Regions from separate parts of the Mus musculus genome. Here regions 1, 2 and 3 are each linked to region 4. Evidence: chromatin contacts called from public Hi-C data. All regions are on one chromosome and are shown on one strand. Each heading gives the region's core, a stretch centred on a gene start, on an enhancer-like site or on the middle of the called end of the contact. The rest is flanking DNA. Distances are from core to core; before and after follow the strand shown.

The links. Hi-C and Micro-C count contacts between places; a contact is called where the count stands out from the background.
Region 1: a contact with region 4 is called in a Hi-C map of Th2 cells, with 2.2 times the contacts expected there. The contact joins two enhancer-like sites. A contact is called at or near these places in 4 of 484 Hi-C or Micro-C datasets (Th1 cells, Th2 cells, epidermal suprabasal cells and 1 more).
Region 2: a Hi-C map of group 2 innate lymphoid cells shows a contact between it and region 4, with 2.8 times the contacts expected there. The contact joins two enhancer-like sites.
Region 3: a contact with region 4 is called in a Hi-C map of group 2 innate lymphoid cells, with 2.0 times the contacts expected there. The contact joins two enhancer-like sites. A contact is called at or near these places in 2 of 484 Hi-C or Micro-C datasets (Th2 cells and group 2 innate lymphoid cells).

Annotation. Positions count from the first base shown.
Region 1 is chr2:9,354,744-9,361,421 of GRCm38.p6, forward strand. All of the region lies in intron 1 of Gm13219 (predicted gene 13219), which reads left to right. Among named protein-coding and RNA genes, the nearest start is that of Gm13219, 5.8 kb to the left of the region's middle. Within about 2 kb of position 5,383, at least 17 of the 459 cell types and tissues checked have an H3K27ac peak or open chromatin away from gene starts, as enhancers often do. A contact at or near this core is called in Th1 cells and Th2 cells, where this site is marked.
Region 2 is chr2:9,376,094-9,382,795 of GRCm38.p6, forward strand. The region is part of intron 1 of Gm13219 (predicted gene 13219); the gene reads left to right. Among named protein-coding and RNA genes, the nearest start is that of Gm13219, 27 kb to the left of the region's middle. Within about 2 kb of position 2,083, at least 7 of the 459 cell types and tissues checked have an H3K27ac peak or open chromatin away from gene starts, as enhancers often do. A contact at or near this core is called in group 2 innate lymphoid cells, where this site is marked.
Region 3 is chr2:9,293,026-9,300,274 of GRCm38.p6, forward strand. No RefSeq gene overlaps it. Among named protein-coding and RNA genes, the nearest start is that of Gm13219, 56 kb to the right of the region's middle. Within about 2 kb of position 1,641, at least 1 of the 459 cell types and tissues checked has an H3K27ac peak or open chromatin away from gene starts, as enhancers often do. A contact at or near this core is called in group 2 innate lymphoid cells, where this site is marked.
Region 4 is chr2:9,686,173-9,692,845 of GRCm38.p6, forward strand. No RefSeq gene overlaps it. Among named protein-coding and RNA genes, the nearest start is that of Gm13218, 97 kb to the left of the region's middle. Within about 2 kb of position 3,554, at least 27 of the 459 cell types and tissues checked have an H3K27ac peak or open chromatin away from gene starts, as enhancers often do. A contact at or near this core is called in Th1 cells, Th2 cells and group 2 innate lymphoid cells, where this site is marked.

The sequences.
Region 1 (6,678 bases), core at 4,133-6,632, 330 kb before region 4:
TCACTTAAACACATTCACAATTATGAGACAGAATATTAGCTTTTCCAAATTTACTATAAATTAAATTTTTTGAAGAGTTTTCTTTACAGAAGGAAAAAGAAACTTAAGTAGAAATGGATAACTGTGCTGTTTACAGAAAACCTGGTTTGGCAGGTCAGCCTTTGTTTTCCTGTTGTGGGTTAGAGCAAAGACGAGGCACGCTACTGAAATGTTATCTCTTCCCCTTGTGTTTTCGCTCATATTTACCCCCATTAAAACAGCAGCCTGGCTGAAAAAACACAAAACAACATCACAGGTATGTTGCATAAGCCACTAATAAAAAAACGATTTTAAAGCTTTCACAAACTGCCAAGGTCTGAGAAAATGCTTATTAGCGTCTAATAAAATGGTAAGATTTGGGGAGAAGGCACACAGGAAAGCTTGCTGTGGGCTGTGAGGAAGTCGGGTTAGTCCACTGCCACATGGGCTTGGCTATGGCAAAGTCAGGGCAAGAAAAACAAGCTTAGCCATTATTTCATAATGAATTGCTGAGAGTCAAAAACAACCACTCCACTGTCAGCCCGTCACCCAGGAAGGAACAACCTTTCTGTGTTCAGCCATAATAATCCAGTTTACAAGCGACTGAAAATCCCGAAAGTCGGTTTTCTAGATAGTATCTATGTCCTTCAAAATAAATTCAAATGCATTTTGCAAAATGAAATTTCAAATGGCCACTAGGTCGATTTCTGCCTAGCACTTGGTCCACAAGGCAAGTGGAAAAATTAAGTCAGGTCATTTTACTAACCATTCTTGTATTGTTTCCTCAGTGATGACTAGGAGAACCAGCACTGTGTGGGCTAATGCACTGGCTCCCAACCTGTGGGTCATGACCTCTTTGACAAACTTCTCTCTCCAGAAAATATTTACATTAAAATTCAGAACCGTAGCAACATTACAGCTATGAAGCAGCAACAAAAATAATTTTATGTCTCAGGATAAGCACACCATGAGAGATTGTATTAAAGGGAGGTAGCATCAGGAAGGCTGATAACTACTAGAGTGATTTCTAATTCTGTAGTTGGTTATCCTTATGAAAAGTCACAAGTGGGGCTAGGCAGATGACTCAACAAGTAAGGGCTCTGACTGCACTTTCAAAGGACTCAGGGTCAGTTGCCAGCACCCAAATGGTGGCGCGCTACCTTCTGTAACTCCAGTTCCAGGGGATCCAAGGCTCTTTCTAACCTTTAAGCACTGCTCGCACTCATGTGGTGCACATATGGAAAAAAATCTATACCCACAGAAAAATAAAAATGTGTTAGAAAAATGTAGTTACAAGGAAAAAGATTGAATTTTTCCCAACGTTATAATATATATGCAAACATTTAAAATTTTAATTTAGAAGGGGTGTGTGTTGTGTGTGTGTGTGTGTGTGTGTATATGTGTGTGTGTATATGTGTGTGTGTGTGTGTGTGTGTGTGTGTGTGTGTGTGTGTGCGCGCGCGCGCACAGGATATGAGGAGGTGGTACACTTTTCTGTGTGTGTATATGTAGATACCAGGAGTTGATGTCAGAGGTCTTCTTCAATTTCTTTACCAGTTTACTCTTTGAGGCTGATGTTCTCAGTCTATTGTTTAACTAAGCTGACTAGCTAGCAAGCACCCAGCCTGCAGTAACCTCAGTTACCCAGTGCGTGGCATACATATGTTCTCCACCATACGCTGATTTTAGATGAGTGCTATACATCTAGATGCCAGTCTCCATGCTTACTCACAACCTCATCCTACTGAGTGATCTGTTCATCCCATTTAAAAGTATTTCAGGACAGCTCCATCAATTCTGCATGCTTAACTCATTTCTGAGAATTCCCTGACTCTGATATTTGCTCCATAGTGTTGTTTCCAGATCTGATAGACTCTGAGACCCCTCTGAGTAGTGCTCCAAACCAAAAAAGCCAGAACCTCTGGGGAAGACCCTGAGCAGAGGTGTGGCCTGAGCACTCTGTTTTTGGAAGCTCCAGAGGTACCCTTGTGGTAAAGCAAGTTTTCCATATATGGCTAAAGTTTGAGAGTTCCAACTCAATTTGAACAGATTCCATATTGAATAAACAGAATGTTTTAGCTGGAGGTGAGGGTCAGTAGGAAAGAACGCATTTAGCTAATGCAAGGTCCTGAGTTCATCTCCAGCATTCACAAAGAACATGCAGGAAGAATAGAGAAGTTTTTATGATAGGGCCTCAAGAACCACTATACTCATTTCTCTAGAGATTTTCTGAGATCTGGTGTCTAGACTAGAGAGAGCATGACAATGGTGTCCAACTTGAAAGCCCATAAACACATGTGTACATACATCTCCTCTCAAATCCAGGGAAGTCTGTAGGAGCACACACACACACACACAACCCAACAACAATAACAAAAACATCAATAAAGAACCTCACTCACAGAAAGCAAAACCAGTAAAGAATGTTTCATTACTGAGAAAAATGATTCAATCACCTAACGGTTAGCCAATAGCATCTTGGCATTGCATTAGACTCCACCTCACCCCAGGATAGAAAATGTAATGTGTCACAGAAGCATGCGCCTAAGAAAATACGTGTTCATGCAGAACAGCTTAGGGAGAGCAGAGCTCTGAACAATAAGAACGAGTAGCTTGGTAAGCTCCTGTATGTGAGATGGGATGATATAGAGAAAAGCAGAGAGTTGTTTTTAAACTTACCACTTCTGCACTGAAAAGAATATTTACCATAAAGCAATGAGGTTCCAATAAACACAGCAATTACAATGAGTTTTGTCTCACCTTGTGACTGAGAGGACTGTACCCAACAATGCCACCCACCACCGCAATTAATAACTGAGTTTGGGGTTTTCTGTTTGTTTGTTTGTTTGTTTGTTTGTTTTTATGGAGAGGATGAAGCCGTGCAGGGCTCCTAAGCATCTGCTTGCATAACAGGTTTTGAAAAGAATCCACTTAAGTAGGTCAGCTCACACAGAGATTGTCTACCTTCACCATGGATGAAGTAAAATTGGAGACCATTTACCAAAGAATTTTCTTGTGTTTCCTGTATTTATTGGCACTTCCTGGTTTTATGGTGAATACATTTTATTGTTCAGAATGCTACTTCTTTAATGAATCTAAACACAATATGCAATAAACACATTTAAATATGTAACTTTATTGTAAATGAGAAAAACTGAGGCCAGAAAAAACCCCATGATCACTGGAGGTATAAGACATTTCTGATAAGGCTAATGAGTACCCCAGGAGCAATTGTGGACAGGGCACACAATTGCTGCCGTGTTAGGTCTATCAGGCAATCCCATTAAATAGTTCCCTCAAACATTACCAGGGGCAAAATCCATTCTGAAAGAAATTGAGTGCAGAAGTTAAGAAAATGAAACGTTCAACCCCAGAAACCTTAGTGGCTTGGCCCATAACCTGCGCAACAGATCTGTGCTCGCTCTAAAATGTCTCAAGGAGATCCTAACTGATATGTGATATGTTTGCTTTGGAATCGGATGCCTGGAACGGTTAGTGAATGACCTGGAAACCCAGGGAGAAGTTCAGCCTTGCTTATTTGCTTATTTGTTACCTGTGTGCCAGGACTGAAACTTCCCACTCGAAGATTGGTTTTCAAATTAAAAAGTGAGAGTCTGGAAAATGGCTGGGAGGAAAAACATGAAGTCGAGGGAAGCATACTTGCCCTATTTTGATGTTACAAATAAAAGGAGATACATCTGTCTCCCTGCTTGTCCCCCTTAACTTCTAGACAGGGCTTGGAGCTTACAGAAAGCCTCCTTCGTTATAAATTTGCCATCTCAAGCTGCGTCTTTGTCTTTTTTGTTTCCCTGGATTTCACTACCTGAAAGGGTGCATGAGACCAGTTGCTAAGTAAAGCAGCTGTCATTCACCCAACCTCATCACCCTGCCCTCATCTCTCAGATCGGTGTGCATAAGGCAGTGCTGACTCCATTATGAGCCCTTTCCTTTTATTTAGGGAAGAAAAGTCTAGTTACAAACAAAAAGGGAGACCCTGAAAAAGAGACACTCATGCTGAACTTTCTGGCTATGAACCCACAGGGAAAAGGAAGGTCAAAGCATGCCATCACTCAGGTGACAAATATTAATTGAGAAGAACATGTTATCTGTAGGAAACTATCATGAAATAAGCATATGTGAAAGATATTAGTCTTCATGGCTAATGAGACTTAGCCATGAAGAGAACATAGGCCAAAAGAAGAAAAAGAAAAACCACACACGAATACACAACTTAAGTAATAATATAACAATACACGCATGCAGCCAGGTTTGAAAGAAGTTAAGATAACAGAATCCTGAAAGGAAGAGATCAGATGTGAGGTAGCTCACAGGCTGAGGCAGAACAACTATTTCTGATGTAAGAATTTGATTCCTTGACTGGCTGTGCCCAACTCTCCTTGATGCATTTAAAACACTCTCCAAGCAAAACAGAAATGCAGGAAGGAGTTCATGGTCGATGAGAAACGGGCAACAGAAAAAAAAAAACATGAGCAGAGCTTTTAGTTTTGCTGGGTTTCTTTTGGAGTTTTGTTAGTTTGTCGTTGGTTTGGTTTAGAGTTGTTGTTTTTGTTGTTCTCCTCCTCCTCTTCCTCCTCCTCCTTCTATTTGTTTTGTTTTTGTTTCTGTTTTTGTTTTTGTTTTGGGTCTTGATTTACTCCACTGGCAGAATTCTCTAACTTTTAAGGAAGGATGAGGAACAGGGGCTCAGAAGCCTCTGTGTCTATGAAAGAATTACTCTCTGCTTTCTTTGTATCTCAGTCTGATTATTACAGTAACGATCAACTTAACGTCGGTACAGATTCATAAACACTACATTGCGTTACTGGAGACCCACACCGGGCTCAGTTTGGCACGGTCTGTAAGCTCTGTCATGTGCGGCCATTTCAACCCTGCCTCTCTGCAGCTCTACTCTTGTTACTTGCCTTAACGTCATTTAATGTGCTCATTATTCACCTAAAGTATATTTTTCATCATCTGTGCTGACACAAGAGTCCCTTTAACCTGTAGGGCAGCTGGAAACTTCCACTCTCCTTGCTTCTTATCCAAGCATTGCCTGTCCCCAAAGGAGAGGTCTGACTTTCCATGATAAAACAAAGAGGTAGGGGGAAGAAAGGCAAGCCCAGAAAGAGAGGAAAGAAGGAAGGGAAGAAAGAGGAAAGAAGGGAAGAAAGGATCAGAAAGAATGAAAGAAGGGAAGGGGAAAGGGAGGAGAAACAGAGAGAAAGGAAGCAAGCAGAGAGGTGAAACAGGAGGGAGGAGAGAGAAGAGAAAGAAGAAAGAGAAAGAGAAAGAGAAGAAGAGTGTGCACGTATTGTTCTGGGGCTCTGTCTTGGCTTGTCACAACTATTTCACTCAACTGCAATAATAGTGCCATAAAGTTCTAACATCAGTTCCCTCAACAACAAGCCTGCCACCCACACAACTCTGCCACTCAAACGCCTTGCTAGCTTTTCTCGTTAGCTTATTATGATGGGCCTCTTAGTCAAGTCTCAGTTTGACTAACCTATATTGCCACAGGCAACTGGTTAGTCAACTTTCATCTTATTTAACAAAAGCAATGAAGTGGCCCTGAACGATCCTCCTGCCCCCAGTCTCAGCTCTCACAGGTCCTGCCAGACAATCTGGTTAATCAGCTGTATCTGGCATCAGGGGAGCCCCTAGGACCACAGGTCACTGTTTTTTCAGTCCTTCATTATTAAATGACGGGATATGCCCTTGATTGTAATTCAGCATCCAATCCACACAGATATATAGAAAAGAACATATCATTTGGGTGTTCAAATGCACATCTGGAAAAGAGATGCTCTAGGAACTTGTAAGAGAACTGGAGACCAAGGTGAGAATAAAAATTAAAATAATCATAATTAACATGATATATTGCTTACCATAAACCAAGCAGTTCCAAGAATGTTGCCTGTGTTGACTCATCTAATCCCCATTACATTTCAATGAGGTGGGTGCTATAATTAACCCCATTTTACAGAGTAGAACCATTAAGGCAGAGAAAACAGTTAATTGATTTGCCCAGGGTCACACGGCAGTTAAATGGTGTTTCAGAATTGAGACCATGCTTTAGACTTATACTTTATACTCCGTGCTCCACACCAAACAGTAAAGAAACATAGCTTATTTATGTTCTGAAGCACTCCGTGTAATCTGTAAAATCTGATCCAATAAAAACCCTACTAATGAAGTCACAGAAGAAAATTGAATTAAAAAATGTTTTTCTATAATCCACATTATATTCCTGGAATATGAATTCAGGTGTGCAGTTTTCAATCTATAAAGCTTACTTTGAAAAAAATATGCTTCATATGAAAAAAATTCAAGGAAGATTATGGCTGGTTTCCTCATCCACACAGTTAAGATAATAGATGCAGAGCCATACCATTGTTCAATGTGCGGTCCATGATCAATGACCAGTAGCTATTTATAAATACTATTGGATTCCCCTATGGCATGTTCACCATGATCAGACCTAACATTAAGTGTCTCTCCTCACTGCAGAAATCAGTGTTGCCACCCACCCATCTAAGCAAACCACAATGCGACAAAATGATATGCTGATCAGGACTCCTGTTGGGAAATAGCAAACACACAAGGGAGAACTCCCTAGACTTAATAATCAGGTTTCAAAGGAAGTACTTACAAACGATGGGG
Region 2 (6,702 bases), core at 833-3,332, 310 kb before region 4:
CCATTCCAGTTCTGATAAGCAAAGAGGCAATGTAGGTCAACAAGAGTCTCACCATCTCTAACTGAACTCATCTGCAATGGAGCTACAGGATGTTAACAAAAGTGATTAATACCTATCTCATAAAAATTTATCATGATAAGGACAATGGTAACTCTAACCACATGTCAGGCATTGTTCTTGATATATTAGCACTTTTTACTCTAGTTCTTTGAGGCTAGTACAATTGTCACCATTGTTCATATGTTGAAACTGAGGTACATAACAGTTAAATAGCATTTTCCAATTGTATATAAAAGTGAGGAAAACTAAATGTATAATTCAATCTGCTTTTAAAATCTTTCTTCCCACCACTTTGCTACAGAAAGTTAAAAGGAAGAGCTGTTATGATTTTGATTTTTCTTTATCTTTTTGACTTTCAGATTTTTTTTGTTTTGGTTTTTGTTTTGAAACAAGAATTCTTATGATCCAGGATATCCTAGAACTCATGAGATAGCTAAGGATGACCTTTCTATATTCATATCCTAAGTTCTGGGATTACAGGTATGTAGTATCACCTTTGTCTCCTCATAAGCTTTTTATGAAAAGAACCACACAATATATATTTTAGGCTTTGCTTACCACCAAATTCCTGTCACAACTATTGAACTCTACCACTGTAGTCCAAGGACCAGGGTAGATAATATTTTAACACTAGTCTATTAACACCTATTTATAGACATGAGGGTATGAAGTTCATATTTTTTTCACATACCCACAAAATATGATTTCAATTTTTTCAACCATTTAAAAGCAAACAAATCATTCTTAGCTCACAATCCATATAAAAACAGGTGGTAGATAAGATTGAAGTCAGAGGCCATAATTTGCAAACCCTTGATCAAAAGGTTTGAATGCAATTAAAACAACAGACATGTGCAGAAAACTATGAATTGTAGTTAGTTATTTGTCTGCTCTGCTTGCATTGAACCTATTTAAATCCTAAAATTACTATCAGTCTTTCTGCTTTGACTGATCTGCACCAGCACAACCTACTTCTAAAATCCAGTGTAGATCTGCCGGTTAACAAGCTCTGTGGCCTTGGGCAATTTACTTAACTCTAAGCCACAGCTTCCTCATTGTAATAAGCAGTTATCCGGCAGGTTGATTGTTGTAGGCATTGAATTAAAAAATAGATGTCAAAAAATTATCAGTGATCCCCAGCATGTTGTAAACTTTCAATAAGTATTAACCCTATTAGTGCTCATATTATTATTACTATTGTCAAAATCATCAGCCCTGATTTAAAACACAAAATCAAAATAGCATATCAGTTGAAGCTCACGTCTGCAAGATGATGGAGGTCACCTTGAAGGTGACTAAAAGTCCTTTAAGTCTCTTTTGCAAGGTCCTTACTACCGGATAATTAAATCATATCTAAAACACTGCCTTCCTTACAAAATGAGAACATTTTGCCGTACTCTATTCTAGCAAAGAATCTAGAAAAATTAATCTATGCATGTCACCTAACACAATCCAGTCCCCAGGCTAGTCTGTCGGTGACTAGCTATGCTAGAATCTTGGGTCATAGTCAATATCTCATTCCCTAGTCTTAGCTTATTTGGGCGTTTATTTTTAATGTTTGCAAGCCACAGTAAAAAAAATGGAAAGATACAAACATTGGCATAATGAACCTCTATGCTTGAGGAGGACCATACTTATGTATCAATTAATTGAGCTCTGAGCATATAAAATACTTCTTGGGGGGCATATCAAAGGCAGCAGTGCTACCAATGGCCAGTTACACATAACAAAGTCTAGCTCTCCCTTTCCTTGGTCCCTCTAATATTTCTTGAACATGTCGTGTGTGTCTAGCATCATGGATCCTCTAACCATTTCTGTGGTTCGAGCATGAGTTACTAAAGATGAGATATGCAAATAAAATGCTTTAAAAGACCCAGAAATCACCACTGTCTATGTGTGGGCCAAGGAAAACCATGACTATGCTAAAAGTCATCAAGTTCCTTTGTTATCTGAGACTCGACTGTTTTCAGCTCAAAAGACTTGTGGGCAGGTAGCTTCGGTGAAGTTCACCATTTATCTGTTGGAGAATCAGCTGAGCGTGACTACGTTATCTGACGCTCTGTTTCAAAGGACTGATGGGTTGTGTTCTCAGAAGGGCTTGGCAATTCATCAGCAGCAGGAATGAGAGATGGTTCCCAGAAAACAATTTCCCTGTCATCTCAAGCTTTGTGTATGGCAGGAACCAAATGTCAGGTCTGATAGTTTGAATAGCAAGAAGCCTGGCCAAGTGTGAGAAAGAGACAACTTCTGTAATTCTGAAAGCACATTTGGATGAAATCAAGTAAGCATGGCTCAGATGATCATAACAATTAAGGATCTCCACCAGAGAAACTTGGAGCAAGTGAGGGATGGTTCTGCACATGTTAACAAGCAGATGCTCAGGTTTCTTGCTATGGCTAATCCCATACTTTCTGATCTCTTTTCTCTGTTAAGTTTGCTGTCTAGTCAAGTGTGTGCTTTTTGTCTGCAATTCTATTGCTCAGGTATTTCATTAAACATTTTTCCTTGTACTGCAAAATTGATCGATGAGCTAGGTGACTATCAGTGAACCCAGTCACTTAACTAATTCCCTCTCTGTTATATTTCTTTATAAGCGTGGGAACCCTCAGAAATGAATAGATAGATCACTAGGTACATAATTCTTTCCTTTGATTTCTCAGAGCTCATTTTTAAGACACTTAAAAGCTTCTAAACCACTGTCCCATCCTTTTTTTCCCCTGCCAGCTACTTCTTTAAGAATATTTTCATGCCTTCAGTTTCCTGTTAGTGAGCTCAAATAAGAAAATGCTTAAAGACCCTCACTCTTCCAGGGTAACTAATGTTTTATTTAAAGTTAAAGTTTTATGTTTTATGTTTATGTTTTATTTATTTATTTGTATGTTTTTTATTTTTATGTTTAATGTTTTATTTAAAGCTGTAAATGTCTAACAGCAACATCTCACACCTTCAAAACAACTCAGGAAGAATAAAATTCTTCCAAACATCTTTCACTTCAATAACTCCAGGCTTGTTTTATCTGCATGCATTTGGTTCCCAATCCATCAATCCATTACCCAGTTTTAAGAGGGTAATAGTAGACATTAGGGACTACTGTAAACACAGTGTTCTGAATTCTTCCAAGAAAGCAACAGATAACTGGAGCGCAATTCATCATCCCCTGCCAGAGAAACAGGGACTTTGTTGGAAAACCTGTCCTGCCCCTTTCTCTCCTTCAAGACTAAAACCTGTTGATTTCTCTTTGTACTACTAGAGACTAAACCCACGCTCTTACCTATTCTACAGAAATATTCTATCAAAACGTCACATCTTCAGTCCTTAAAACAGCCACTTTTGAAGCTAGCAATATATCTATCTTTCCATTACCTAATTTATAAAGAAAGTTAATGGGACACAGGACCACAAAGTAATAGGACAGTTATTAGTTTATTCATCTTCATATAGATTAGGTTTGTAAGGTTGAGAACAAACTGACCCTACTTTCAAGAAATGCCCAGGTACACTAAGATAACGAATAAATGCAAAACCAGTAAGTCTGTTTGCATGATGCACAAAGAGACTATTGCTGAATCTATTTTTTTTTCTCTCTCTCTTGGAAAGAACAGAGTCTACTGTACAGGAACACTAAGCTCTGGGACAAAGCCAAAAGACTCTCGAGACTGAAACTTGGAGTGTGTAGCCTCATCCCTCCAGGATCCATAATGAAACTATGAATGTAGCACAAGCAGAGAAGAGTATCCGCTAACATTGTATAGTTGAAACCACTGCAAACACGAGACCTACAGTGGAGAGCAAGTGGCTGCACTTTCTGGATAAACTGAGATCTTGGAAATTTTTTTCATTTAGTTAGCCATCAAAGCAGAAGTCAGCCGCAGAATATATCAGTAGTGCAGAGACAGAACAAGCAGAGCATACCCAGCAAGAATATAGCACAAATCTTTGAAAATTACATACCTTTCACTCCAAGGAAACGCAATACAGGAGTTATTTTGTGAGAACCAATACGTTGATAGGACTTTCTGGTAATAACTGGAAAGGGGAAATGGAAAGGTGAATTAACAAGCAATTGTGAGCTCAACTCCATAAAATTCAAGTAAAAACTGTGATTGTTCTGTTCGCACTGCGGCTATAATACTGTAGTTTTACAGAAGAGTAATGGTAGGAAAGTTACAAAGCCATATCAGATATATTGTGTAAGTAGAGGAGATGGACGGGTATACGCTGTGTACATGTTTGACAAATAATTACCAAGTGCTTTACGTAAACCTCAGCTGAGAAAATAACAGCGAACGCTAGTGGTTTGTCCATGTTTATTTAGAACCTGATGACCTGACACAGTCTCCATCCTTAGTTTTGTCTTGATCCCTCATCTTAATCATCTACAAACAGTATTGGCAATTTTCTATGCATATGAAAAATAGAGACAACTCAAGCAATTAGGCATTTCACGGGTAGGGGTTCATTCAAAACTTTTAGTCTTTATGACAAAGACCTGAGAGAAACCATTTAAAAGAAGAAAATTTAGTTTTGCCTAGGTACTCAGAGGTTGTGGTTCATAATTATCTGGCTCCATTTTTTTTTTCTGAGCCAATGGTGAGCCAGCGCATAATGGAAATATGGGGCTTTGCAAAGCTTCATGTCAGTGAGAAACCAAAGAAGAGACATGAAGGGACACGTGTGTGTGTGTGTGTGTGTGTGTGTGTGTGTGTGTGTGTCAGAGTATCTCACTTGAAAACTAATGCACTACTATAATCCTTTGACCTCTGCCTCATTTTCACCCCCTCAGAGACAATAAAGAGTACACAGCAGAGATGAGCAGAATTTTCAGTGCTCCCAAGGACAGTGGACTTCATATGTGGACTTCCACAGCCGCAGTATTTGATCACTGCCAACCATAAGTATGAGCAGACTTTGCTGTTGTTAAGACATCAGTGGACAGCTTCTATGTTGTTACAGCCGTGGGGATCATCAGGCCAGTCTCACAGGGATAGGCAATGTGACATCTACCAAGTGGAATTGAGAGGGAGCTAAAGCAAAGTGATATAAGTAATTTCTACTGCTCCTATTTTGCATAGAATCCTGAAGTTCCAAAAATAGGAGAGTGAGGTGGGCTTGTTGGAGTAGGTGTCACTTTGTTGCAGGAAGTGACCCCTGGGGGCAGGCTTTATAAGGTCACATGGTCAACCCAGGCTGGGTGAGGTAGTCACTTCCTGCTGCCTCAGCTCCTTCTTCAGCACCTTGTCTGCCATGCTTCTGGCCATGAAGGTAAAGGAATAAACTTCTGAACTGTAAGCCAGACCCTATTAAATGTTTTTTTTTATAAGAGTATCATTGTGGAGGTCACGAAGTCAGTGGACACACCCACGGTCCCTAGTTGACTCCCCACGACATCTTAGGATCACTGGTGAGTGGAACACAACATCGGTTCCAATCCAATCATGAGGGACCTGAGACAGCAGAAGGGAAGCAGAAAACCAGGGACCTTGACCAGCTACATGTCCCTTCCTGTTGGCACCAGCACCAGGTCACCTTGGGCACAGAATCGGCAGACACCCCCACAGTCCCCAGAGGACTCTCCACTTGATCTTAGGATCACTGACCAGACAGCTTTACGGTCCTCAAAGGAGACACCACTTCCAGGCACTGTAACATGCCTAGGATCTTAGGACAACAGGATCCCAGGAGCTGGGTCACACCAGTATTTCAGGGTCTCAGGGGAAGCTTGACTGCCAAAATCTCTGACACACCCAGATTCTCAGGTTCACAGGAGCACACAATCAAAGGATCACAGAGAAAGCTGGACTCTAAGGAGTCCTGAATCAACTGGGATTATAGGAAGAACAGACTCCAATCAGATATATTGAGGGCAGCAAGCACTTGAGATAATAAGATAATAGGAGGCAAGCATGAGAACAGAAGCAACAGAAGCCAAGGTTACTTGGCATCATCAGAAACAAACTCTCCCACCTTAGCAAGTCCCAGATACATCATTACACCAGAAAAACAAGACATGGATCTAAAGTCACTTCTCATGATGATGATGATGGAGGACTTTAAGAAGGAAATACAGGAAAACACAGGTAAATAGCTAGAAGCCTTTAAAGAGGAAACACAAAAATCCCTTAGAGAGTTACAGGAAAACACTACCAACCAGGAGATGGAATTGAACAAAACCATCCAGGATCTAAAAATGGAAATAGAAACAATAAAGAAAAATCAAAAGGAGACAACTCTGGAGATAGAAACCCTAGAAAAGAAATCAGGAACCACAAACACAAGCATCAGCAACAGAATACAAGAGATGGAAGAGAGAATCTCAGGTGTAGAAGATTCCTTAGAGAACATGGACACAACAATCAAAGAAAATGCAAAATGCAAAAAGATCCTAACTCAAAACATCCAGGAAATCCAGAACACAATGAGAAGACCAAACCTACAGATAATAGGAGTAGATTAGAATGAAGATTTTTTCAACTTAAAGGTCCCATGCATCCTATCAGATCACCATGGACTAAAGCTGATCTTAAATAACAACATAAATAATAGAAGGCCAACATTCACATGGAAACTGAACAACACTCTACTCAACGATAACTTGGTCAAGGAAGAAATAAAGAAAGAAATTAAAGACTTTTTAGAGGTTAA
Region 3 (7,249 bases), core at 391-2,890, 400 kb before region 4:
GCTCTCTCTCTCTCTCTCTCTCTCTCTCTCTCTCTCTCTGTGTGTGTGTGTGTGTGTGTGTGTGTGTGTGTGTATGAGAGAGTGAGAGAGAGAGAGAGAGAGAGAGAGAGAGAGAATTTAAGGCATATACCTTGGTAAATTTAACTGCAGGGTCATCAAAGTGGTTTGCCACTAAGCCTGATAACTGAGTTCAGTTCTCAAGACTCACCCAGCAGAAGGAAAGAACCAACCAATTCCCACAGTTTATTCTCTGACCTTCAGAAATATACCATAAAACATGGGCCAGCATGTATACACATACCACCTCCAGATGTGTGTATGTAGCCTTAAACATGTGTGCACATTCACATATGCATTCAGGCACACAAACACACATTAGGTGAATACAAAATTATAAATAATTTTTTAAATTGTAACTGCGCATTTTACATAAATGTTAAATCTGCATCCACATATATGCAATAAGGTACAAAGTGGGAAATCTTAATGGTGATTTCTTAATATGTTCTAAATCAGAAATAAGATAACCATCAAATAGCACAGCTCTTGGTTTAGTCTTACAACTATTTTTAAATCTTTAATGACACAATAAATATCTCTTTAGAAACAATTCCAAAATTTAATAGATTTTTCCTAACTCAAAGATACATCCATTTTTAAAATAACCTGTTCCATGTTCCCATTACTATAAATGACATCAAGATGTCTCAACCCTTCTATACCCCTTTGTCAAGACAGATAATATTTATCTTCCATCCTGTGACCATCATATCCCAGAAGTGGTCACAGGGAGCAATGTTCAGGTATCATTATGGCAGTAGGATCTAGTTTTGTTCTTCATGTTTTCCATTACTTGTTTCTCAAAGGAAAAAAAAATTAACTGTTTTTCTTTTGGGTTTTATTAGGAGTAACTTCACCAGGCCTGACCACATCATATACTTTCATGCATAAAATAAACGAAGGGCCTAGAGATTAGTACTTAAGAGCTCTGAAGGCCCTTTCAGAAGATTAGAGTTCATTTCCCACATAGGGTCTCTCTTAACCACCAGTAACTCCAGCTCTGGGAGACCTAACATCCATTCCTAGCCTCTTTAGGTACTTACATTCATGTGTGCGTGTGTGTGTGTGTGCACGCACGTGCGCGCACACACACACACACACACACACACACACACACACCACAAATTAAATAAATAGATAAGTAAATAAATAAATATTTTTAAAGCCTTTTTGAGTCCATTCTTTTTAAGAATAATCAAATAAGCATCATTTCCTTAGAAAGTTCTAGAAAATGAATTCAGACGTGCATTTCATAGTCCTGGGTTCTATCGTAAGGATGCACTGTTCAACATGGGTGGGAAGAGAAGCCAGCGGGACAACAGACCCAGCATTGAGGATCTAAAAGTAGAAAATGGCTTCTAAAGAGTGTAGGGGAGAATTCTGGATAAGACTCAAGTAGGTAGGATTGTAGGACAGCCTTATCTACCTGGGCAATGACAGTGCAAAGGGGATGCTGTGAGAAGCTCACAGAACCTAGGATAGGAGAAATATGACTCAGAATAGTAAAGAACTTAGGAAACAGGCAAGCCCCAGTGTCATCAAGTTTCCAGTCTGTTGAGTGACACAAGCCAGTGACAACTGTGTGAAGGGTGACAAACACACTGAGCAGAGAAGTGATGTGTGCTTACATGGCACATGACTGGGTTCTCTGTTCTAACCTACCTTCATGGAAAAAGTGACACTAAATTAAGGTTAAGAATTGTTGGTTTTAAGAAGAGAACAGAAAAAATACTCTGGGTGAAGAATAGAACATTATGATAAGATTATAGATGACACTTGTCACGTCAGACACAAGGAGGTGAGACAAGTATCAGGCACCCTCAAAAATGTCACTCATTTCCTTTTGACTTAAGCCAATGACCCACTCCTAGGCTCATAGTTCCTGATTTTAGGCTGAACTCTCTCTCTCACCTCTGTGTTCTTCCAAGACAAACTTGAGCCAGTTTGCCCTGCATTTATCTGAAGCTTCTTCTCCCAGGTAACTTGAAAAAAAAAAAGATAATAAATAACATCTCTATTTGTTATTTAGAAATCTGTAGGACTCGTATGCATGTGGAGACTCTAGTCTCCGGTGAGTTCTCAAGTCATATACAGATTGTCACTAATTAGTTGCTCTTTCCATGTTTCATTATATACATTCTGTCTCCCTCTCATTGTGGCAAATTATAAATTACTTGGTGATATGGCATTTTCTTATTTATAATAGGAGCATGTCTCTATGGAATCCAAATATTTGTTCCTTGACATTCAAATCAAAGGCAAGCAAAAACATCATGTGTTCTGCCCTTAAATACAAAGAATTTATATATCTTTGACATCAATATGCAGGCTTTAGTCATATTCATTTCAACACTTCCTAGTAAAAACAAATAATTTTTATGGTCAATATGCTTGTTATATGATCACTTGATCTTCTTCATTGAATACATTTTTTTCTTACATAATACATTTTCCTGATCTTCTTCCCTAAAAGATGGAAACAGAACAAAGAGAATCCTTAGATACAAGGCTGAGCTTACATATTACCCAGTAGTGACATGCAGTATGAATCAGTAGTCATATCTTATTTGATTTAGAGAGAATGTGCTATTGGGTTGTTAGGGATGGGTCTAATCTAAGTCACTTCTCAATTATAGGGCAGGTGAATCCTCTCAGAATTCTGCCATTTAACAGAGTGCATGTTTCAGTAATAAATTAATAAGATAGAACAGTAATTACCTCTTTAGCTCTTCCTATCTAGACTTGAGCCAGTGAGTACATTAAATTTGCTATGAAAATGATCTGCTCAGTGTATGACTAAGGGCAAGAGAAATGAAGAGGCCAGTGCTCTTCTGGATAGTTTTATCATTAAGCTGATCTGCTCAGGACTTGGCCACTAGGAACACACTATCCTCTAGCAGAAAAGCTGTAAGGGTGGTTAACATGTGACATTTATGTAGAGGTGTACACTTAACAGAGGGTTCACACACACACACACACACACACACACACACTATTTCATCCCATTGACTCAGTAACAGGCCAGGTAACCTCCTAGCTGTGTTTACTCTGAGCCCTTGTGATCTTCATATGAGCGAAAGAGATTTCATGATCCTGACAAGTAAAGAGCACAAGATTTATCTCCTGCCACATCCACGAACATATCATTTGCCTTGATTGCCTAGCCAAAAATTATGGTTATGTCATTCCAGTCAACTATTCCACCAAATACAGAAATGGGTTCTTGCCAAGCATGATGGAACACACTTATGACCCTAGTACTGAGGAGGCCCAGGGTAAGACTGATCTGGAGCCATCATAAGAGCTTCATAAGAACTGATCCCAAACATTAAGACTAAAAGGATAGAAGAAAGCAAAGAAGGAGAGAAAGAAAGGGAGGAAGGGGAAGAGACGAGATAGAAAAATTGAGGAAGACAGGAAGACAAAGTAAGAGACAAAAAGAAATGTTGATAGACAAGTACTTTTTTCTTATTTTTTTTAGAAATGGAGTATGAATAGCACCATTTTTGGATGCTGCGGCTCCACCCAGAGATTGAGCATTCAGGGAAAGAAATGTTTATTGTGTTTATGTTGTAGACATAACACATTTCAGAACCAATTCCAACCATCAAGTTAAACTGCATGGCAATCAGAATCAATCTGTTTCCTCTTGCATCATTAAACTGTAGGTTTTGGTTTTAGAAGATGTTAGGCCATTTAGACATCACACTCAAACAGAATAGAGGGCAGAACTTCCTAGGTGGTGATATTTATTTATTTATTTATTTATTTATTTACTGGAAAGATCTTGTTTTCACTCTATCTGAAAAGGAAAATATTTGGTGAAGGTATGGCAGCTTCAGTATTCAGGTTACCGGGAGTGGGGTGGCTCATGAGTGTAATGCCAGAGTGGGGGAGACTAAAGCAGGAGGAGTACCACAGCTTCAATGCAGTATGGATGACAGTAAGACCCTGTTTCAAGTGAGAAAAACGTTCAAGTAAAATATTCATACTGTGAATATGTCCTTCCAGAAAGCAGCTCTACACTGGTGGGGTAAAATAAAATAAAATTGGCTTCCAGGGCTGGCTCCAAAAGTCCGGGCCTACTTTCAGCTTCAGTCTTGAGGACACTTTATCAATTAAATCCATGTTCTGAACATTAGCAAAGCTAAAGGTATGCAGGACGCTGGAGCTATTAACACACACATGCACAGAAAGAGGCAGAGACTGAGGGGACACAGACAGATAGATGGACAGACAGACAGATGGATGAACAGACGGACAGAGACAGACAATGGCAAAGGGGACACACAGACAGGGACAGACAGACAGACAATGACAGAGAGGGGGAGCAAGAGAGAGGGGGGGAGGGGGAGGGGGAGGGAGAGGGAGAGGGGAGGGGGAGGGGGAGGGGGAGAGGGAGAGGGGGAGGGGGAGGGGGAGGGGGAGGGGGAGAGGGAGAGGGAGGGGGAGGGGGAGACGGAGGGGGAGAGGGAGAGGGAGAGGGCACAGAGAAAGAGACAGAGAGGACATACACACATGCACAAGAGAGAAAGAGAGACAGAGACAGGGGGAGAGAGTGAGAGAGAGAACACATCAGGCCCCATGGTACCTGAGCACTCATCAGGTGCACTGGGCACCTGTCCTGGGCACTCATCAGGGTGTGGAGCTTCAGCTTGATTCCCTCCCCAGGCATCTCTTTATCTCGCTTGCTCATCTTTCATCAGTGCCTGTCAGTGGAATATAGCCATTCCAGATGGAGAAAACAATTCTTAACAGAATTAGGAGAATGAAAAAAGGTTTTGGTCATGGAAATCCCCACTGTTTTATACTAACATTTTATTCATGTTTGGAAAATAGTGCTTATGGCTGTTTCCACCTTCATCTGTTTTGGCATTTCCTGTTTTTATTCAGAAACCGAATGTATTACAAACAAGGAGAATCTTGGCATAATTCCAGATCTGTATGCCAAAAGAGATCCACCAAGTAACCAAATGGTTGTCAGATTTTATGAAAAAAGAGAGAGAAAAATTTTACATATATTACCTCATAGAATCAAGCTCAGAATTTTCAACACAATGAGGGAGAAAGCCTGCTAGAGAAAGCCAAGTCCTATCCACACTGAATTTGTAGGGGATGAAGAAGGCTCTTCCTGTGGTGCAGGAAAAGATTGTGATGATTGCATCATAAAAGAGAGAACTGCCTTCTGAGCATCTACATCCAGCCTCTCTTCCCGTTTCTTTCTTCTTTCTCCCTTTCTCTCTTTCTTTCTCTCTTTCTCTCTCTCTTTTTCTCTTTCTTTCTCCCTTTCTTTCTTTCTTTCTTTCTTTCTTTCTTTCTTTCTGTCTTTCTTCCTTCCTTCCTTCCTTCCTTCCTTTCTCTCTCTCTCTCTCTCTCTCTCCCTCCCTCCCTCCCTCCCTCTCTCTCTCTCTTTCTTTCTTTTTTTGACTTTAACATGACTTTATTCTTGTTTTATTAGATATTTTCTTCATTTACATTTCATATACTATCCCGAAAGTTCCCTATACCCTCACCCTCCTCTACCCACCCACTCCTACTTCTTGGCCCTGGCATTGGGGTCTGCAACCCTATAGGTGGAACAACAATATGAACTAACCACTACCCCCAGAGCTCGTGTCTCTAGCTGCATATGTAGCAGAAGATGGCCTAGTCGGCCATCATTGGGAAGAGAGGACCCTAGGTCTTGCAAACTTTATATGCCCCGTTTCTTTCCTATTGGCCTTGAAACTTGAGAAAATTTTGGTCACAGTTGATTGGGTGGAATCTGAAATTCACAGTAGCCCTCAGATTCTATAACAACAATAACCACAGAACTAAAGAGCTTTCGAAACAGACAAAAATACTTTCTGAGGACATGATGCTTCTTGGAGTTGGGCTTCTTACTCCAGGGCAATCCTTTTCCCACCATGACAGCTGATGTCACTATTGCTGCCTAACTGCCCAACACCCATCACCAAGGCACCAATGAGAAGAAAATTATCTTCACTCAATATGAGATTCATTTGCACTCTACTTATAAACAAATTTGCAAATTGCCTGTGGCTAACCTGGATTAAGGACTGGACAAGTTTTCAGAAAGAATGCCGTGAGCCACAAGTGACTGAGTTTAGATCACAGCCAGGAAATATGACCCATTGAACTGTTAATCAAAAGGAAATATCAAATCAAATAGCAAGATCTGTGCCTACAGTAAGAAAGGGGCTGGATGAGACACTGATAAGTTTGCGGTTTTCTTAACACAATTGAGAACTAAACCCTCAAGTGATGAGAGTAGGCAAAGGTAGTTTAAAGGAACATCCTCTCATTTGGCAATTATTTCTGCCTTTTGAAAAAGGAAAGTATCAAATATATTTTCTCAACATGGATATGTAAATAAATACATTTAATTTTCTGGGAAAGCTACCAACTACTACTAACCATCTCCTCATGTTGTATATTTGACGTTAATAAATTACCTTCCCAGAGGTTTCTCTTTTTTTGTTTAAAGTGCATTATTATTATTTCTCTCTTTACATTCTCAAGTCCAAGTTAAGAAACACTGATCCTAAGTAAAGACTGAACAATATAAAGCAGCTACCTACCAACCTACTGAAATGCAGCCCTGCTTTAATCCCCAGGAACACAAGGCAAGAAATAAGAGTCAACATTTACTTTTTCTGCTAAGAGTTGAATAATTTATCACTGATCTAAAACCCAAGGTTTTCAGTTCAGTATTGTTTCCTAACCAGCCAATCTTTTTTCTCTTATTGGTTTATACTCATCCATAAGTGCAAACTCATTTTTGGAGTTTCATATGAGTTCAATTACCAAAGAAAATGAAGTGCTAAAAGTACCACAGTTAGAATCTGGGCGGAAACGCTTCCTTCAGAATGATCCACACAGATATTCCATTTCTTGTCACTGCTTTTGAAAACTTGACTGAAACACAGGAATACTCAGAATAAACTTGCTGAACATCAACGAGATCTGTTACAACAGATCAGGGGAGGGGATGAAGAGAGCCAAGGGCAGATCCTGATAAGGACTCCAAATGCAGAGGCGCCTAGCCTTCTTTACACGTAGATTTGAAGCATAGGTACAGGGAAACACAAGAGGCAGGTCACTGGCGCTTCAATCTGACTTTCTCTTCAACTGTTCTTCAAGACTTCAAACTTATCTGGACACCAACAGCATGAGTGCCACTGATCCC
Region 4 (6,673 bases), core at 2,304-4,803:
GCTGAAGGAAACCCAGAGTTCTCACAATTAAATCATAAGCCTTTCCAAAAGTCAAGGACCCAGGACTTCGGCAGAGGGCCCGAGGAGCCAAAGATGAAGATTCAGAACAATCATAGCATAGAGTGAACATTCAGTGATTGTCTGCTCGTGCTAATTCAGGTAGTGTGTCTAACAAGACCAAGAAGAGCTCAGCTTCAGAGTTGCCAAGGAGATTCAGCACATGAAGACAGTTCCCCAGTGACCACTGTTCAGTGTTCCCTGTAAAACCTGCCCCTGTATGCCTGTGAGGCAGCTCACATGGTTGCTTATGGAGACTAGAGATTAGCCTCTAGTGTGGTTCTGCAGGAGCCGAGCAACATGGTTTTGTGAGACAGGATCTCTGATTTTTACGTGGAACTCACCAGTTCAGCTGGATGGGCTGGTAAGGCATCCTCCCATCTCTGCTTCCCAGCATGGGGATTACAAGGGAACACCAGCATCTCCAGCTTCTTATATGGATGCTGCTGGTTGAACTAGGATTCTCATATGTGCATGGTACGTTCTTTACCAGCTGAGCCATCTCCACAACCCCAAGCATGGCCCTTTTAAAAGATAATGCCTATGGGATTAGAGAGATTGCTCAGCGATTAAGAGCCTGGACTCTCTTGTACGGGATCTGAGTTTAGTTCCCAGCACCAATACCAAGTGGCAAAAAAAAATCTACTATCAGTCCAGCTTCGAGAGACCTGACTCCCTCTTTTGACCTTTGAGGGCACATCTGCTCACATGTTCATATACCAACACATAGACACACATGCACATCCATCATTAAAAAATTCAAATAAATATAAATTCAAGTGTATCTGCTAGATGACTACAAGTTATATTCTCACAAAGTTCTTGGTAACCAGAACTTTACCTTCATCATCCAACAGAAGGGCTCTCAAATTCCTTCCCCTCCCATCACTACATACTGGTCCTGAGTCACACACGGGCTACGTAAGCCATGTGGTGACCCACCTATGAGGGGCCCTGAGCACGCAGGATCATGAGAGCTTTAGTGAACAGAACCAGAAACACAGAGATGTGGTTTCTTACCTCAGTGGAGCTTCCAACTGGCTTGAGAAGTCAGAGGGAAAGGTATGGGAAGGGCTAGCCAGGTACCCCATGATTGGGAAACGGAAATGGGGATAGAGTGTAAAGGAAAGAGTCTACTCTCCCTCTCAGGCCTTTACCAACTGCAAGACCACTCAGACATCAGTTTTGTTGTTGCCCAACTGTATAGCTACAGACTACAAGAGGCACTCACTGATCAAGAGGCACCTGAACTTGAACTTATGTTTCTCAAACCTGAGCCTGAGTGTCTGTGCTTCTAACCAGTTCTCTGCACAGTTCTGATGGAGCCAAGAGGAGGTCTTCACTGACAGCCACGGAATAGGGGGACAATTAGATAATGCTAGAAACACAGCATCCCTTGTGGGAAATCATTTCGGTATGTTAGAAATGCTTTAACTATGTCACTCAACACTTGCCTTTTTGTGTTAAGAGGTGGTGGGACCTTTGGGAAGTCATTGACTCACTGAGGATATCACCCTAAGAAGGCATTAGTGGGGTTCTCATGGGATCCTGAATTAGTTCTAGCAAGCAGCTTGTTTATAAAAGAAGCTTGGTCTTTGCTCGATCCTGTCTCTCTTGCAATATCTCCTTCATCAAGAAAGCTTCCCCAGAGCTGGCTGGATGTTGGACCACACCCTTGAAAGCACAGAACTCTCAGATAAATAAACCTCTTTTTTTTTTTTTTTTAGAAACTACCAAGCCTCTAGTATCTTGATATGGTAGCAGAAATAAGACTGATACAATTATTTAGCCAACCAAAGGCTAATCGGAAGCCTGGGCTTTGGAAGTGAACTTGGGCATTCGCATCCTGTGCAGTTGACATACTTTTTCTAGGTTCTCAACATCAGACACTCAGGAAGTCTCCAAGATCCAGCTCTAACTAGATAGATACACCTTGAACTTCTACTAGGTGCCAGGGGCTCTGTTGCGCTACCCGCCCACTGGAATATTCACGTCATGGTGAGGGGTCAGAGTTCAGTTGGACAAAATAAGAAGGTTTTTCTAACATGACTTAGAGGGAAGGAGATGATCATGGATCTCACAGGAGACTTAACACTCACATATAGCACACAGCCCAAAGTGACCTAGCACAGGAAGGGGTGGAGGCCAGAAAAAGGGACCGACGGTGAAAAACAACTTAAGGCAGAGGGCAGATAAGACACTCTGTGGTTGGCTCCAAACCATAGGAATCGAATCAATTCTGGAAAGTGGTTTCCTCCCAGATCTGCAAGCTTCTTTCTTGTATGTGTGACCAGCATCTTTTACATGTCTGAGCTGCTAAGAAATCACACTGTGCCTCCAGTCCCGTTTTGACATTTGAGATTCCTATTGAATGCACCCTAGAAAAGATATCCTTTCACTCGGGGCAGGAATGAGTTCATCTTTGTGCCGAAGACCAGAGCTACTGTCTGCCAGCAACGTTCCTTTTTATTTCATTTTAATGAGCGAGGCTGAAAAGTAAGTCCCCAGATGAAACTGCCAGGGAAATCCAAGACAGCCGATACAAGTATTAACTCAGTTGAAATGTATTATTAATACTAATGCCTAGCTCTGTTGTAGCATTTTCTGGCTTCAAAGCCATTTACAAACATCAACTAATTAATCCTTACCTCAGCATGATGAGGTCATTAAGTCTCATTATCCCTATTTTACAGAGCGGGAAACTGAGGCACCCAAAGGTTAAACTCCTTGCCCAAGGCCACAGAAACGGTGTACGCTCCGTATTCCAAGCACCTCTTGATTTAGATGCTCAAACTTTTCTCCAAGCTAGGGAAGACACAAACTTTTTCAGCAGTATGAATCATTTCTCTAAAGCCAGCTAGATAGATCCATGGAGAAGGGCCTGGCCCACGCTTTTACGGCACCTTGTTACACAGAATCAAAATTGTATTTTTCTTTAGTGTTTTCCTTCCACATTATTTTGTTTTAAGTGCGCTGACTTCGGGAAAGGGCCAAAGGATTTTAATGATGTATGAAATAAATAATACAAAATAATGGTAATAAAACCTTCTGCCCACACAGAGAGAATACAAGCTTGGTGTTTGGAGTCGAGTTTTCTTTTCCCCCTCTCATGCTACGTCTTGTAGGTCTGCTGCAGCCAAAAACTTCTTTTTATTCTTTTTTTTTTTTTTTTTAGTTTTTCATTGGAACTTAGCAGGCTCAGCCAAAAGGGTGAACTGTATCTCCAGTGCTCTTTCACAAATGCTAGCCTCTTTAGCAGTCCCTCAGACTCCTCACAGATGTCCAGTCCTACCAGAGAGCATCCTTCCTGGTTTTGTTTGCTTTGTCTTTCCCACAGGTGACTGAGCCTTCTCTTGTTCTCTCGTATTTTCAAACATTTTTCTTCTCGACTCTTTACTTCAACAGGAAAGGTGAGGGCTGCCCTTTTCTGGGTGTCCCCACCCTCAGCCTAAAGGTCCTGTGGTTTGTAGTTCCAGTGTTGAGGCAGACTGAAAACCCCAAAGTGTCACGTCACTTTGTCAGAAAGATCCGCAGGTGTTTTTTTGAGGTGGCAAAGGTCTTGGCCTCCCTAGGGCTCCTTCTCACACCTATCTCTACAGCAACTAACAGACATTTGTCCAAATCTCTCCTGGTCTTTTAGTGGCTCACTGATGCCAGATGGAGGAAAATGGGCGAAGAGGCCAAAGCCATGGGACAAAGATCCTAGTCTCACCTCATGAACCACACCAGCCCTATGCCAGAGTTCTTGTATCAGGGTTGGTTACTCTGTTCCCATAAGTGTTGTGAAAGTTCTCTCAGTAAGCTTTTAAACTCCTCACAAATCAAAAGACTACATCATATATATACACACACACACACACACACACACACACACACAATGAAACTTCAACTTGGGCAATTAGATTAGAGAAGCACATTTTGGTGATAAAACTACATAGAAAAGCACAGAAATAATTGCCATTAGGATGGAATGACGGTTTCGATGTGGCGTAGGGAAAGCTCCAGGAATCGCTGCTGAGCAACGTTCTCCTCCAGCCTAGTGTAGTTACATTATTCACCCTGTAGTTCATGTATCGCTGGGTAACACATGTTATATGGGTTTTGTATCTTTTCTACCTTTCATTTTAAATTTTATGTATCACTAGTGTGGGGAACATTTGCACTCCAAGATGTGTGTGTGTAAAGGACAACTTTGTGGGCTCTGTTCTCTTTTTCCATGGACACCAGGATTCTGAGGACCCATCCCATGACTCCAGGCTTGTCCACCATGTGCTTGTTACTCTCTGAGCCATCTCTCTGGCCCATACTTTAGTTTTTGTTTGGAAAATGACTTTAAAAATTACGTAAGTACATTGACCTCATTAGTCATATGTAGGGCTATTTATGTTTGAGTCCTGTGAAAGTTGGTGCTTTTATTTTGCTTTGCTCTTAGTGAAATCTTCTCCATGACCTCCCATTCCATCTGTGCTTGTGAGGGTTCGTAAAGGATAGCCAACGAGGGTTGAGAGTAATCAGCACTGCAGGGCAAGCTGATCTCAGATCAATAAAGAGGTTTTCACCCTCATATCATATCCCATCCTGACAGCCTATGAGTCTAGGAAAAGAAAACATTTCAGGGTGGGTGGAGATTCCTTGCATCTCCTTCTCATCCTTCACATTGCCCCTGGCTCTGGAGGGTCTTCCCTACCCGCACTGATGTTCTTTATCCTTCCTGAATACTTCCTAAGGATGATGTTCATAATCACCACCATAGCAACTAAGTGTTGACCAACCAACCTACACCAGGGACTCATCATCAGTTGTCATGCTTCTGTCACACACTACCCTCTGAGATGTATACAGTATTTGTGCCCCTTGCCTAGGCTGAACTGAGGCACAGTCTTTTGAGGGAGGACACACTCTAGCTGTGGAGTAACAGTTGGGGTTTGTTAAAAGAATGTGCGAATGGCAAATTCTCTGTGTTGAAGTCCTTTCTGTTTATTTGAGGCAGGGTCTCTTGTAGCCCGCATTGGCTGTGAACTGGCTGAGACTGAGGATGGCTTTGAACTCTGTATCCACTTGATCCACCTTTGGAATGCTGCAATTTCAGTCATGTGCATCACCAGGACTAATATGGTGCTAGAGGTTGACTTGAGGGCCCTTAGAATGTTAGGACAGTATTCTCTCAACTGAGCTGCATCTCCACTTTAGATTTTTCTGTTGAATATATCCCACTTGTTCTATTTGCTGTATTAAATCCTGGCTTAATCACCTACAAAGGACCTTCCTCTGAATCCTGATTAGTTTAGCCATCTACAAAGAAAGGGCCTTCCTCTGAATTATTTTATCAAATATTTAACAGCCACAGACAATTTACTGTGGGTTAAAGGAACATGCGGTAGACTGAGCTCCAAGACTGGAACTGAGCATCTCATACTTTGTATGTTCTTATAGAACCCTAGCCACACCCAGGAAACAATAGCAGCCTCTGTTTTGTTCGACAGAGAAGCTGGTTCAGCACAAAGCATACGTTGCTACGTTGCCCCGGCTACTCTAACACTCACATTTTGGTTTCTTCTCCTGCACTGATGCCTGATGCTCCAAGTCTCCAGGAAAACAAAGAAGATTAAGGAGAGATCCAAAGTGTTGCAACAAGTCTCCCTGACTCAGTATTCAGATGTCCCTTGGGACTGTTCTCACATCCTTCTCAGATGCCCCTCAGGACCCCCTCCCACACACACCTGACTTTTCTACCAATGCGTCCCCAGTGTCTTCCAGGCCCACAGAAAGTCAGTCTTCGGAAAAACCTTCTCCAAACGCTGAACTTGGCTCAGGCTCTCCTCAATTCTGCCTCAGAACAACCGCATGAAATGGAAAGTATCTGTTTACACGTCTGCCCGCCTCACTAGAGGGTGAGGACATCAGAGGCAGAGCTGGATCTTATACATTTCAGCATCTCACTGCCTGGCCTCATGCCAGTACATAGTGGGTGCTCGATGAACGTCTGTGTAATCTACCTGTAAGTGAACCACTGGACAATTGGACCAAAGCTGCTTTTCCCACCCCATCTGTTTCCATGCCTACTACATAGCAGGTTTTCAGACTCACTTTGCAGAAGGACCAGGATGAAGATGTTAAAGCATGCATCCTTAGGCCCCTGCCCAGAAATCAGAACCTGCACCCTCCCCCAACATGCAGACAAGTAACCAGGTTTTAGAGTCATTGCTTACACCATGTGGCCAGAGACAGCTGAACCAAGCAGGGGTGGGGTGGGGGAGGTCTAGATGTGCTATAGCCAGAGGGGAGGGGTAAGAAACAGAAAGAAATGTCTCATCAGAAGTGCTGGAATTTTAGTTTTTTTAGTGCAAACAACCTCAAGCAAGATAAATGAGGTCAAAGAATTTAGTGCAAAACTCCAGAGCCCCTATCAACCACCTCATTCCATCTCTTTCAAGAAAACAAGTTTGAAAGAGAGGAAAAAAAAAAAAAAAGCCGGGGAGCAGATTTCCTTAACTGAAGTCTACAAACTTGACTCTCTGGAAAAGCCAAAATATCTTCGATAACACATTTACACACCTATAAAAACAAAAGTTCAGTGAGAAATGCCAATAAATGATTCCAAGGCTGTCTTAAAAAC